Linked DNA regions of Mus musculus: all the other regions are linked to region 1. Evidence: chromatin contacts called from public Hi-C and HiChIP or PLAC-seq data. All regions are on one chromosome and are shown on one strand. The core of a region is the stretch at or near the end of the contact, and the rest is flanking DNA. Distances in the headings are between cores, read along the strand shown.

Evidence for each region. A called contact is a pair of places that touch in the nucleus more often than the background predicts. HiChIP or PLAC-seq counts read pairs in DNA pulled down with a chosen protein or histone mark.
Region 2: a Hi-C map of cardiomyocytes shows a contact between it and region 1, with 2.0 times the contacts expected there. The contact joins the promoter of Map3k20 here to the enhancer-like site in region 1. A contact is called at or near these places in 1 of 39 promoter capture datasets (embryonic stem cells), 1 of 15 datasets of contacts at CTCF or cohesin (large pre-B cells), 1 of 484 Hi-C or Micro-C datasets (cardiomyocytes), 4 of 115 datasets of contacts at active chromatin or transcription factors (the 230-238 cell line, embryonic stem cells, pancreatic cancer cells and 1 more) and 1 of 9 other capture datasets (embryonic stem cells).
Region 3: an H3K27ac HiChIP or PLAC-seq map of heart atrium shows a contact between it and region 1, with 10 times the contacts expected there. The contact joins two enhancer-like sites. A contact is called at or near these places in 2 of 484 Hi-C or Micro-C datasets (induced pluripotent stem cells and regulatory T cells) and 4 of 115 datasets of contacts at active chromatin or transcription factors (bone marrow-derived macrophages, cardiomyocytes, heart atrium and 1 more).
Region 4: an H3K27ac HiChIP or PLAC-seq map of cardiomyocytes shows a contact between it and region 1, with 4 times the contacts expected there. The contact joins two enhancer-like sites. A contact is called at or near these places in 1 of 484 Hi-C or Micro-C datasets (liver), 2 of 115 datasets of contacts at active chromatin or transcription factors (cardiomyocytes and embryonic stem cells) and 1 of 9 other capture datasets (embryonic stem cells).

The regions. Positions count from the first base shown.
Region 1 is chr2:72,751,323-72,754,267 of GRCm38.p6, reverse strand. All of the region lies in intron 4 of 6430710C18Rik (RIKEN cDNA 6430710C18 gene), which reads left to right. Among named protein-coding and RNA genes, the nearest start is that of Gm46747, 10 kb to the left of the region's middle. Within about 2 kb of position 1,492, at least 47 of the 459 cell types and tissues checked have an H3K27ac peak or open chromatin away from gene starts, as enhancers often do. A contact at or near this core is called in cardiomyocytes, heart atrium and regulatory T cells, where this site is marked.
Region 2 is chr2:72,284,224-72,287,168 of GRCm38.p6, reverse strand. It overlaps Map3k20 (mitogen-activated protein kinase kinase kinase 20), which reads right to left and starts at 1,532. Exons shown (of 20, transcript NM_023057.5): 1 at 1,314-1,532.
Region 3 is chr2:73,058,609-73,061,553 of GRCm38.p6, reverse strand. No RefSeq gene overlaps it. Among named protein-coding and RNA genes, the nearest start is that of Gm39850, 51 kb to the right of the region's middle. Within about 2 kb of position 1,478, at least 42 of the 459 cell types and tissues checked have an H3K27ac peak or open chromatin away from gene starts, as enhancers often do. A contact at or near this core is called in heart atrium and regulatory T cells, where this site is marked.
Region 4 is chr2:73,037,156-73,040,100 of GRCm38.p6, reverse strand. No RefSeq gene overlaps it. Among named protein-coding and RNA genes, the nearest start is that of Gm39850, 30 kb to the right of the region's middle. Within about 2 kb of position 1,575, at least 137 of the 459 cell types and tissues checked have an H3K27ac peak or open chromatin away from gene starts, as enhancers often do. A contact at or near this core is called in cardiomyocytes, where this site is marked.

The DNA of each region.
Region 1 (2,945 bases), core at 243-2,742:
TTCCCAGCTCATCTGATTTTTAAGCGCTTGTCTTTGAAGTTGCTTCAACACTAATAGCTATGATGTCATTGAAAGTAGGGCATAGGTAGGGCTAGTGAGATGGCTCAGCAGGTACAGACACTTGCTGCCAAGTCTGATGACCTGAGTTCTGTCGCTGGGGCTGACAAGGTGGAGGGAGAGAACCCGCTGCAGCAAGCAGTCCTCTGACCTCTGTACTTTCTCTGTGTCACCTAAGCACACCCTTCCCAAATAAGTGAAGTGATAAAAAACATAAGGCCTCATCCTTTGGACCAGAGTCCAGTATGATAAGAAGCCTTCTCAAGAAGGCTACGTCTGTGCAATACTAGGAGAAAGGGCCATGCATAGCTACCCGTGTGGTGTGGCTTGTTTATTCTGAAGAGTTTTGAAGGGGAAAAAAAATCTATTCTATCACCATTATGTTCAGAATTATTTATTTTTCAATTACAAAATAATGACAATAAAAATACCACATCAACTAGCTGTTCCTAGCATATGCACTTAAAGGAGAGACATGGCGGCAAAGGTGGGGTGCTAAGCATGAAAATGAGCACCCCTTGAACCTTGACTGAGCTCCACAGGTTCACAAAGTAACAAATTCTTTAGCAATAGGCACACTGCATCTGTCCCGGCCAGTTTTACATCAGTTTGAAACTGTATAGAGACATCTGAAAGGAGGGAACCTCGATTGAGAAAATGTCTCCATAAGGTCAGGCTGTGGGTCAGACTGTAGAGCATTTTCTAAATTAGTGATTGGTAGGGGAAGGCCCAGCCCATTGTGGGTGGTGCCACCTTTGGGCTTTTAGTCCTGGATTCTATAAGAAAGCAAGCTGAGCAAGCCAGGCAGAGCAAGTCAGTAAGCAGCACCCATCTATGGCTTTTGCTTCAGCTCTTGCCTCTTGCTTGAGTTCCTGTCCTGGCTTCCTTCATTGATAGACTACAATGTGGAAATGTGAGCCAAATAAGCCCTCTCCTCTCTAATTTGTTTTTTGATCATGGTGTTTCGTTGTACCATGTTTTATATTGAAAAGCGTTTAAATTAGAGCATCTCTCCATCCATTAATCGCAGTGTGTGTGTTATATACCCCAAACAGTCTTATCAAGATGTCCCTGCTTTCGTTGGCATATCTGCAGCAGCCAGGGCTTGCTATTCCTTCTCATAAAGGCTCACTACATTTTACCACACAGAAGTAATTTGATAGTGTTGGTGATTCCAGGAATTGAGATTTCATGAGAAATTGTTGGCAAGGGGCCTTTTGCTTTCTGGGATGTTTGCCAGGAAGTTTATCTGTGTCTGTCTTCACAGACTTTGTTGACAATCGCCTTCTTAGCAGGTGACAGGTGTGACCTTTGATCCCTACCTTTCATCGCATTTATTTTAAAACTCCTTATCTTATCCATGACCCTGCAGTAAACTTCAAACAGGTCTGACTGCAAGGAGTAAGCTTTGGCTGGAACCTGTCAGCTGGGCTTACTGGACCAGGTGCTGCCTACACTATGTATTGTCTTCTCAGAAACCCCAGGGAAATGGGCTGTGGCCTCTTCCTGAGTACAGGGATGTGAACAGGAAGTAGATCTCTCTCCTTGAGAACGGCAAAGGCCCATGAGTTTAGACTGGAAATCCACTGCTTTCCCCGCTGAGCAATCTTGGCAGGAGTTTTGTGGAGTCAGGGCAGAGTGACGGCAAGGATGGAAACAGGTCCTCTCTTTTGATTCTCCGTGAGTTTGAACCAGACTCTCTGCTCTGGTCTGAATCCTTTCTTTTTAAAAGGCAGAAAAGATAGCTATCTTAGTGGTTGTAGAGACTCAAAGGCCCTTAAAGACTATAATCTCTGTTAATGTGGAGTAAAATACTGAGCTGATATAGCATAGTGTCCCAGATGGAGTCAAAACCATAACTACAAACTGGAATCAGGGGTGTTCAGGCATTCTCAATGCACCCCATACGCTCTCTCTGGGTGCCCAGCCCTCCACAGGCAAAGGCTACTTCTCACAGAGATAGTGGGGTCTGGGATCCAGAGGCAGAAGGTTCGTTTGGAGGCTGACTTCACCACTCAAGAACTTTGTGAGCTTGTACAATACTTAACATTTTTCTACAGCAGATCCTTCACCTCTATCAAAAAGAGTATAATCTGACACGTGGTGACATATACCTACAGTCCTAGTTAGTACTCAGGAACCTGGGGGATGGGGGGGGCGGGGGGGGTGGATTTTGAGTTTGAGGCCAGCCTGAGCTTCACCATGAAACTGTCTCAAACAACAAAATCCCTATAAAACCAAATCCTGGGTATTGTATGAGTCCCAAAAGATGTTAGCTATTAAGTGCTTAGAACAGAGCCTAATACTCACCACGCAGCAAGCTGGCATTGCCTTTTCTTCTTCCATGATTGCTACTGACTGGTGGGGTGGGGTGGGGTGGGGTGGGGTGGGGTGGGGTGGGGTGGGATGGTCAGAGTTGGTGTGAACAAGGCTCATTTTACCTTACATTCTGGCTCTGTGAGTTCAGACTAGTCTTTTGTGTGTCTGTGCCTTCATTTCCTCCTCTGCCAAATGTAGTTAAAAATAGAACTGATCTCATAGGACTCTGTTGGCGATTTACTGAGGATCAATGGGAGACACCCTTAGCTGTTGCCTAATATTACCAGGATTTTGGTTGTGTTAAGTTAGGTCAGAGGGGAGGGGACTGGGAAGATGCCATCCTTTGAACCTCAGGGAATGGATAACACAGGCAGAGGACACAGGAATCATTTTGTTTTTTTAGACAAAGTGACAAAGACTGGAGAATAAACCTTCCCCACCATTGGAAGAACAAGGAGGGGCTTCTGTGTCTTAATACTGTACAGAATGCTCGGGTGGCGGGTGAAGCCAGAGGTCACAGCTGTGACCCGTGAATGGCTCTCTTAGGTGCCCTCACTCACTCATCAAAA
Region 2 (2,945 bases), core at 283-2,782, 470 kb after region 1:
TTTGGTTATTATTTTTCTTAATGTGTTCTTATGTATCCCCCCTAAAACAAAACAAAACAAAAACTTTTAAAAGATTAATCAGCTACTTGCTTTCTAAGACAACAAAATGTTTCCCACTTAAACTTCTGACTTGCACATTCTCCAGTTTAAAAAAAAATCCCCCAAAATTTTTGTCAAAATTACATTGTAAAAGACTAAAATAAACAGTGCTCCAAAGACCATTTTTCTCTCTTAATTCTCTCTTTCTAAACAAGCTAAATTCATGTTCATTTACAATCTCCCAAATCTCTCACTATTGTAGCAGAAATCTAAAACAAAGACTCTACAAATGATCAAAACCATAATTAAAATGCAGCCGTCACTTTTTTTTAAGATAAAAAAAGAATGAAATTTCAGAGTAGAGACAGGCCGATGACAAAGAAGTCTGGTCTTGAATCATTTGTTTATTTTTATCGTTAAATATTTTGGTAGGTTTGGATCCACTAAATGCTGGCAGTTGGTTTCATCTACAGTCAAGAAGACCAGAAGATTCGCTACAACCACTTTAGGGGTAAAACAGGAACTCACTTTAACAACCATCCGAACTCAGATGTCCTCAATCCATTCTGGAAGACGGTTCTCACACGCATTATTAATGAAGGCTGCTTATTGTGAAATCGCTGGAACGGGCCACCAAATGGTGTGCTTTCATTATTAACGAAACTAGCAAAAATAGTAATTATGTTCTCCATAAACAGTGCTTATGCAGGATCTCCAGGCGCATGAGAAACATACATTTTCAGCAACCCAACAATGACGTGCCATTGTTGTTTTTTTTCAGGCAGTTCCAATGTCATCTGGGCAGTTTAGAATTAAAGTTTTTCCCGAGATCTGTCACGCGCGGGGCGAGGCGTGGCTGCGGCCCGGGTCACCCAGTGCCCACCCTGGTGTAGATCCCCGCGCCTGCGACACCCGCGTGTGCTCCCACGGAAGGCGAGGGTGCTCGGGAAGGGCAGCCGCCGCAGGTTCCCCGGGATCGCCGCGAGCTGTGCCAGGCCGGACTCTTCCGGGCACCGAGTGCCCGGCTGGACCGGCCCGGACATGCCCAAGCCGTCCTCGGCCCAGCGGCAAGGGACTGAGGGCTCAGGGGCTGCGGTCTCGGGGTCTGCGGGCTCGGGGACCACGGGTCTCCAGGGCACCGGGGGCGAGCCAAGGACAGCCGCCCGCCGAGCCCCGGCCTCCCGCAGCCGCGCTGCCCCGGCCCCGCAGGCCCCGGTCCCGCCGGTCCTCCAGCGGAGCTCCCTCCCGCCTCTCCCGTCCCCCACAGCCCTTACCTGGCTCCCGGATCGGGCGCGAGCGGCGGCGGGGGTCGGGGACGGCGGCCCGCGCGGCTCCCACGCTTCCGCCGGAGTCAGGAGTTGAACATTCCGCCTCTCCGCGCGGCGCCAATGAGGAAGACGTCGCGGCAACAGCACCACCTACCTCCGAGCGTGGAACCGCCGGCCGGCCAGCCTCCGGGCACGCCCGGCTCGGTGCCCAGCAGGGAGGCCGGGGCTCGGGGTCGCGGAGAGCCCGGTTGCTGCCCCCCCCCCCTTACCCCCCGTGAGACTGAATGCACTTGGCTGGGAAGGGGACAGCAGGGAAGGCAATGTCAGGGTCGCGGGTGCCTCAGTGGGACCATCAACAGGTACTTTGGAGATTTTGAGGAGGAGTCAAGGCCTGCTGCTCTGGTTGGTGACTTTTAAGATGAAGTGCCCGCGATTTCCCATCGAGGAGACAGAGTCCATGACAAGTGTGAACAAAACGTGTCACCTGGCTTTGGGAAGAAAAGAAATTGATCGGGGAGGATGTAGATGGAGTGGAAAAAGAGGAGAGGTTGCAAAAGTAGGGAACACAGTTTCTGAATTAGAATTTCACGTGTACACACGTGGAGAGTTAAGGAAAGTTGAAATCGTGCAAAATGGATATTCGTATTTTAGTGCATGGCTTTATATTTGGAGCAGGAGGCTTACCAGCCTGAAGATGTTAAGCCATATTCTCTTTCCTCCCCATCCATTTTAGTAGTGGTTTAGAGAGTTGCTTAGGGATGGAAACAAGATAAGTGGTAGATATTGTCACTACCAGGTAACAGATAGAATCGTGAAGGCTAGAGTTAGAGGGTACAGTTTGGGATCGTTTTTAAAAAGAAAATTGGAATTGAGAGACATGTTTCAGAAAGAGGCCACAGAAATTTGTGACCCATTCGGTTGGGAAAGAAGAAAGCGGTGATGCCAAGATTTGAGACCTGGGTGACTGGAAGAACGATGGTGTCATTGACAGAAATAGAAATCTGTGGAGAGGAAACTGGCTTCCTGCTGAGTTTTGAAGTCAGGAGAGGAAAAACAGGCAGAGATGAAACAAGAAACGGAAATCAGAAAAGAAGCCCAAAGAGAAATAGAAATTTTGAAAACCGTTCATATATATTTAATATATGAATGGGAAAGGATGGGTAAATATACACTAATGAAAAAAGAAACCACTTTCTGGTCTGTGATTACAAAGACTGAGGATTTTGGATTAATAAATTGCATTTTGGTAACTGAGAAGGTTGATGAAAACTATCCAGCTAAAAAAAATTCTTTTGTAGGTGATCAAACAATTGTTTAAAAAAAAAAAAAAGCTGTCTATCTACTCAAAAAAAAAAAAAAAAAAAAGGGTGCTGGGCTCTTGAGCGCGAAATGAACATGAGACTGCAGTCACCTTAGCTTTAAAGACATCCGATTGTGTCCTGACTCTGGCTGAGGAATCAGAGAGCCTGACTTTGCTGTTGCTCCTCTCAGTTGTCACATGGGACACTTAACAGGCAGTCCTCAGTTTCCTGCTCACCAAAATCAGGTGTTAGCCACTGGTTCCAGCTTGCCAGTCACCAGCCATCCATACCTTGCTTTGTACTGGAAGCCTGCAGCTTCTGATATTTTTAGCTTATA
Region 3 (2,945 bases), core at 229-2,728, 310 kb before region 1:
TTATGGTCTTCTTATTTTCTTTTGCATCTTTTACATTTTAAATAATTTAGAACATGGGGGATGAAGGGATGACTCAGCAGTTAACAGCTCTTGTTGAGGATGTGAGTTCAGTTCCCAGCACCCATGTCCAGTGGCTCACCACTGCCTGTAACTGCAGACGTCAGGGTTGGGGAATCCTATGCATCTGGCTTCCATGGACGTGGGCTATCACATGCTAAAATCTGCACACAGACTTAGGCATGCATACTAAATTTAAAAAGAAATCATAAAATGAATATTTTTAAGTCCATAAGAGAATAATTTCAAATATGGGAGACTTTTATATTTTATGTAAATTTAAAGATGTCCTCACTAGCCTTCCTTACAGCCTCAGTCCTTCTTCCCAACTGGGTCCCTACCAATCCCTACATGCCACCAAGGTCCCTACCAATCCCTACATGCCACCAAGGTCCCTACCAATCCCTACATGCAACCAACTTCACAGGGTTTTTGTTTATTTAAGTTTTTTTTTAACTAGCTTATAATTATTGTACAAAGAAGTAGGTCATATAGAGACATTTGGAGTTCTAGTTTATTTTTCCTGTATATCTTTTATTTGTATGAAATTAGTGTGCTACATCTGCTCTTTATTCCATTTTCCTCCATTTACTGCACCTTACAAGTACTGTATCATCTGTCCCTTCCAGCTGTGGGGCTCTTCATTATGGGAACATGGCATCATTTACTTCAATTAGACCAAGCACCTAGGTTGCTTGCAACATTTTGTTGTGACAAATGGCGACCTTGAAGACCTCTTACTTTGTGGACACACACTTGCAAGGTAAGTTCCTTGAGTTAGGATTGCTGGGTTCAAAGGTAAACACACGATGGTTTTACTAAATATTTCCAAATTCTTTCTGCGGAGATTGTACCTTTTTTCTTTTCCACTCACGAAGAGGTTTCTCTACAGTGCTCATTGTCAAACTTCCGACCCTGCCTCAGTCTCCTCTGGTGAGACTGTGTATCACCATACCCTACAAACAGTCTCCCTTTGTTAGGCACAACAATAAGGTGTATTTTTTTAACCTGCTGAAGAGGCGATGTGTGGAGCCGGCCCAACCGGCATAGTTGGTTTTTCATCTCATTTCCTTTTCGGAGGAAGTGAGCCTAGACTGGGGAGCTTAGCGCTGATTAGAAAGGATGTCACCCCTGTAATCTGGACCAACAGGTGTACAAAATGCCCCTGATTCACACACAGAGTTTGAGTCATGAACTTCCCCCACGCCCAGGATATAAATAAATCCACCCAAGTGTCCCCTGACGTTTGTATGGTTTCATGTTTCACATCAGGACTCCTGGTCCATTAGGACGTTATCCTGGTGAACGGCAAGACCTATGGACCCAGATTTCTAGGCAAGGTGACCCCATGGAACTGTGGGGGGGGGGGTGGGAATGAGTGTCAATCCTTACGGTGCAGGCCACTAGGTGGCGGTCCTTCAGGTTCGTTTCTGCAGAAGTTTGGCAAGAAATCTAAGTCTTCAAAGATAAAGGAAATGACTCTAGGTGTAACTGACCGAGAGGACGTCCTTCTGGAACATTCCCCTCATCGTCATAGCCTTAGATTCTGGAGGGAAGCTCCGTGTTTCTCTCCCCACACTGGAAAGTGTTTGCCCCGATACCTTCATTCCCACCAGAGGTCCACAAGGGCCACAGTGTGTGTGTACACTGCCCTGCAGGGATGTCACCAGGCCCAGGGCTAAATATGGCATAGAGATGATAAAAAGGAATAACTATGCTGACTGCCCTGACCTGAAATTCTGAGGAGGCTGGAGCTGGGAATGACAAAATGTAGGCTTCCATTCCAGGGTAGCTACCAGCTGGCCGAGTTACTGCAGGCACCTGCTTAGCCACCTGCCCTTTAGTTTCCCCATAAATAAAATGGGGCAACATCTGCCTGGCCTGAGTGCAAAGCATGTAGAAGAGATAAGATGATCCATGTGTTGCAAAGTAAGAGGCACTGTGCAAACGTGTTTTCCCATCATTATATTATGTTTTGTCCTGTATAGGTGTGTCTCTCTTGAATATGGAAGATATATATGGAATATATATATGGAATATATATATGGAATATATCTGTGGAATATATATATATATATATATATATATGGAATATATCTGTGGAACATATATGTGGAATATATCTGTGGAACATATATGTGGAATATACATATAAATAAATATATGGAATATATATATATATGCTGACTAAAGGGTGATTCCTGTTTATAAGGCCAATTTTGCACCTCTCTCCTGTTATGAAAAACAAACCCATCCGGGCGTGGTGGCATATGCCTTTAATCCCAGCACTTGGGAGGCAGAGGCAGGCGGATTTCTGAGTTTGAGGCCAGCCTGGTCTACAAAGTGAGTTCCAGGACAGCCAGGGCTATACAGAGAAACCCTGTCTTGAAAAACAAAAAACAAATTAAAAACAAAACAAAACAAAACAAAACAAAACAAAACAAAACAGAAATATCCTTCCTGGTCACAGATTTCCACAGCCCTCCTCATTTTCCAAGAGTGGTTATCAGCATGGAAAAATTAACTTTTTTAATATTGTTGTAATGATTTGTATATTCTTGGACCAGGGAGTGGCACCATTTGGAGGTGTGGCCTTGTTGGAATAGGTGTGACCTGGTTGGAGTAGGTGTGTCACTGTGGGTGTGGGCTTAAGACTCTTACTTCAGTTGCCTGGAAGTCAGTCTTCCACTAGCAGCCTTTGGATGAAGACGTAGAACTCTCAGCTCTGCCCGCGCCATGACAGCCTGGATGCTGCCATGCTCCCACCTTGATGATAATGGACTGAACCTCTGAACCTGTAAGCCAGCCCCAATTAAATGTTGTTTTTTATAAGACTTGCCTTGGTCATGATGTCGGTTCACAGCAGTAAAACCCTAAGACAGTTGTCT
Region 4 (2,945 bases), core at 326-2,825, 290 kb before region 1:
ACTAGCAAGAGCCTTTGTCAGATGTGCCATCCTGCCATCTCATTAAACAGCATTTATTTATTTTTTTATTTAGCAAAGCTTTACATTCATTTGTTTTTGAAGAACTTCAAGTTTTTTATGCTTGTAAGAGCCAAGTTTGGTTTTTTGTTTTTGTTTTTTTTTTTTATAAATAAGCTAAAATACAGTAGTCTGATGAAATTATAGTCATCACAGAAATTATAATTGAAACAGTGAGATCTTTTCCTAGAGATGTCAGCACATACTATTATCATAGAGTGTGTGTGTGTGGTTGTGTGTGTGTGTGGGGGGGGGTATAGCGTAGGATATGAGTATGGTATATATACTGAGCTCATAGAGGCCAGATAAGACATCCCTACCCTGGTCCTAACCCTGAGAAGTTAATGTGATAGTGTGTGCAGGAGGCCTGAAGTTCCAGGCACCCTAATAGGAGATCAGTCCAAGCTGCTGGAAGGACAATGAGTAAGGACAGGCATGGTTCAGGGTCAAAGTGCACATAGCCTAGGCTCTGGAGGTTCTGTAGTAAACCATCCAAGATCCTGTTACCCTGTTTTACCCCATTTAACCGAGGGTTTCCTAATCATTTCCTTTCTCATTATTTTGACACCCAGTATTTGATGTTTGATTTTGTAACATCCCTCTCCCCAGATATATTTTAGTAAAATTGCAGCAAGCTAGGTTTTGTTTTTTTTTTTTTTTTTTTTTTTTTTTGACAGTGAACTAACAGCATCGTGGTTTAAGACAATTTTGCAAGAATGTTTGGACAGTCCAGTGGACTCCTGGTTTCTCCCTGTGTCAAAATCAGCTTGGGAAAACCACTGTCGAAGCGATGCAGTCCTGCTGTTTTTCTCTTCTGTTTTCTCTTTTCTTTTCTTCTTTCTTTCTTTCTTTTTTGCACAGATCTCTGATGATGAGGTGATGGCTTATATTTGTAATTTGTATGCTATTAACTGTTTGTTACAGAATGCATTATCTCAGTTTCCCCCATAGCAACTCTAAGTACAGGGAACTTACTCTGTTATGGGACTTCCAGCGCGCGCGCGCGCGCGCGCGCGCGTGTGTGTGTGTGTGTGTGTGTGTGTGTGTGTGTGAGAGAGAGAGAGAGAGAGAGAGAGGCAGACAGACAGACAGACAGACAGAGACAGAGAGAGGTGATGTGTTTCTTTGATCACATTATCTAGGTTTCCCATTGTAGTTAAGTTAGAATGTTGCCTGTAAATTCCTATCGGGACTTTGTTCTCCATTCCTCAAACTAGTAATCATTCCTGTCACTGTCTGAGGACAATGAAGCCTTGAGGACCCCAGGAAAAAATGTTAACCAGGGTTCTCAGTCATCGACAGCTCGCAGCACACGGCAGGGCCATCATGGGGCCACACAGAAGCACCAAGAAATCCTTCACATTGTGCAATGGGGTCTGACTTCTCCCCATTGGTCCAGGTCTTCATGCTCTTTCCACGTCCGCCCAACTGCGTCACGTTTTTTCAGGGAGTGTGTGTGTGGGGGGAGGGGGGGGCTGCATACTACCGCAGATATTCCCGTTGGCTGGGAGGCGCCCCTCCTGTGCTTGGCTCATCTTGCCTTGGAGCCTCCTCCAGAGCGTGGGGGTGGGCCTGGGCTCAACAAGTCAGTCCCAGGAAGGCGCAGCCCTGACCCTGCGGCCCTCCCTGCTGGGAGCTCCGGGGTGGGGCGAGACCCAGGGAGGACAGCGCCTAGGACAGGTCAGCTCAAGCCAGCCCTGTGGTGCACACAGCTGGGGGCGACGGGACCCTACTGGGCTGTGGGCTGAGTGAGGTCAGGCCCCGCCTTAGAAAACACAGATCAAGAGTATTCCTGGGGTTTTGTTATGAAAGGTCTGGGTGGGTGGGTGGTGGGTCAGATTCTTTCATCAACCCTTCCAAAAAGTCCCTTCTTCTGAAAGTGGGTCTTGCTTCATAACTAGAGGAAGGGGACTGTGGAAATACGTCCTTAGTGGTGCTCGCTGGAGTGAACACCCATGAAGGATGAGGGTCTTAGGCTCCGGCATCGCTCTCTCCTAAGTTCCATGTTGGGGGTGTGAAGTTTGAAGTACCTGCAGAGGCACTGACTGTTCTGCTGAGGTCCACAAGGCCTGTGATTCACAGCAAAGCTCAGTCTTGCATCGTGACTGAAGTGCTGAGGTTGTCAGACTGCTCCAGAGAGCGCCGGCTGTTCCTGCCCTGCCCTTGGAGATACTGAGATTCGTTGTTAGAGAAACACACTCTCCTCTTACCCCTCACTCACTGCTTCTGAGTCCAGATTGCAGACTCGGAAGTTTGTTTCTAGTGACAAAGGATTGGATGCTTCCTCATTGCCTCGGGACATCACACAGAAGTCACAGTTAACAGCCCACCTCTGGAGAAAGACTTTAGGAGTCAAATCGGAGCTCTGGTTCACACTAATTCTCAGCCCTTCCTGGAAGTTACTCATTCCCCTGTTATCAAGTGAGGAGAGTAAAAATAGTGCCTACCTCACAAGCTTTACTGGAAGGTTAACCGGAATGATTCAAGTAGAGTTTATTTAGAGTTTTAGACTGTTTTGCAATGCGATAACTGCATTACCGGGTAGTTTATAAGAGAAGAGGGGCTGGTCTGCCCAAGGTTCTGAAAGATGTGAAGCCACAGGCATGTTGCAAGAGACTGAGAGCTGTGTCACTCCATAGCAGAAGGCATAAGGACAAAACAAGAGAATAGAGGAACACCAGGGTCTGGCTCAGTTTTATATCACAACGCTTCTTATGGTAACCCCTTTTCCGAGATAAGGACATTCATCCATTCGTAAAGGCACAACCTCCACACCTAATCCCTTATTTGGCCCTGGCTCCTAAGACAAAATGGTCATGAAAAGCTCACAGATATCGAGAGAAAGGTTTTTATAGGAATTTCAGAGTTATGGAAAATTCTTTACCAGG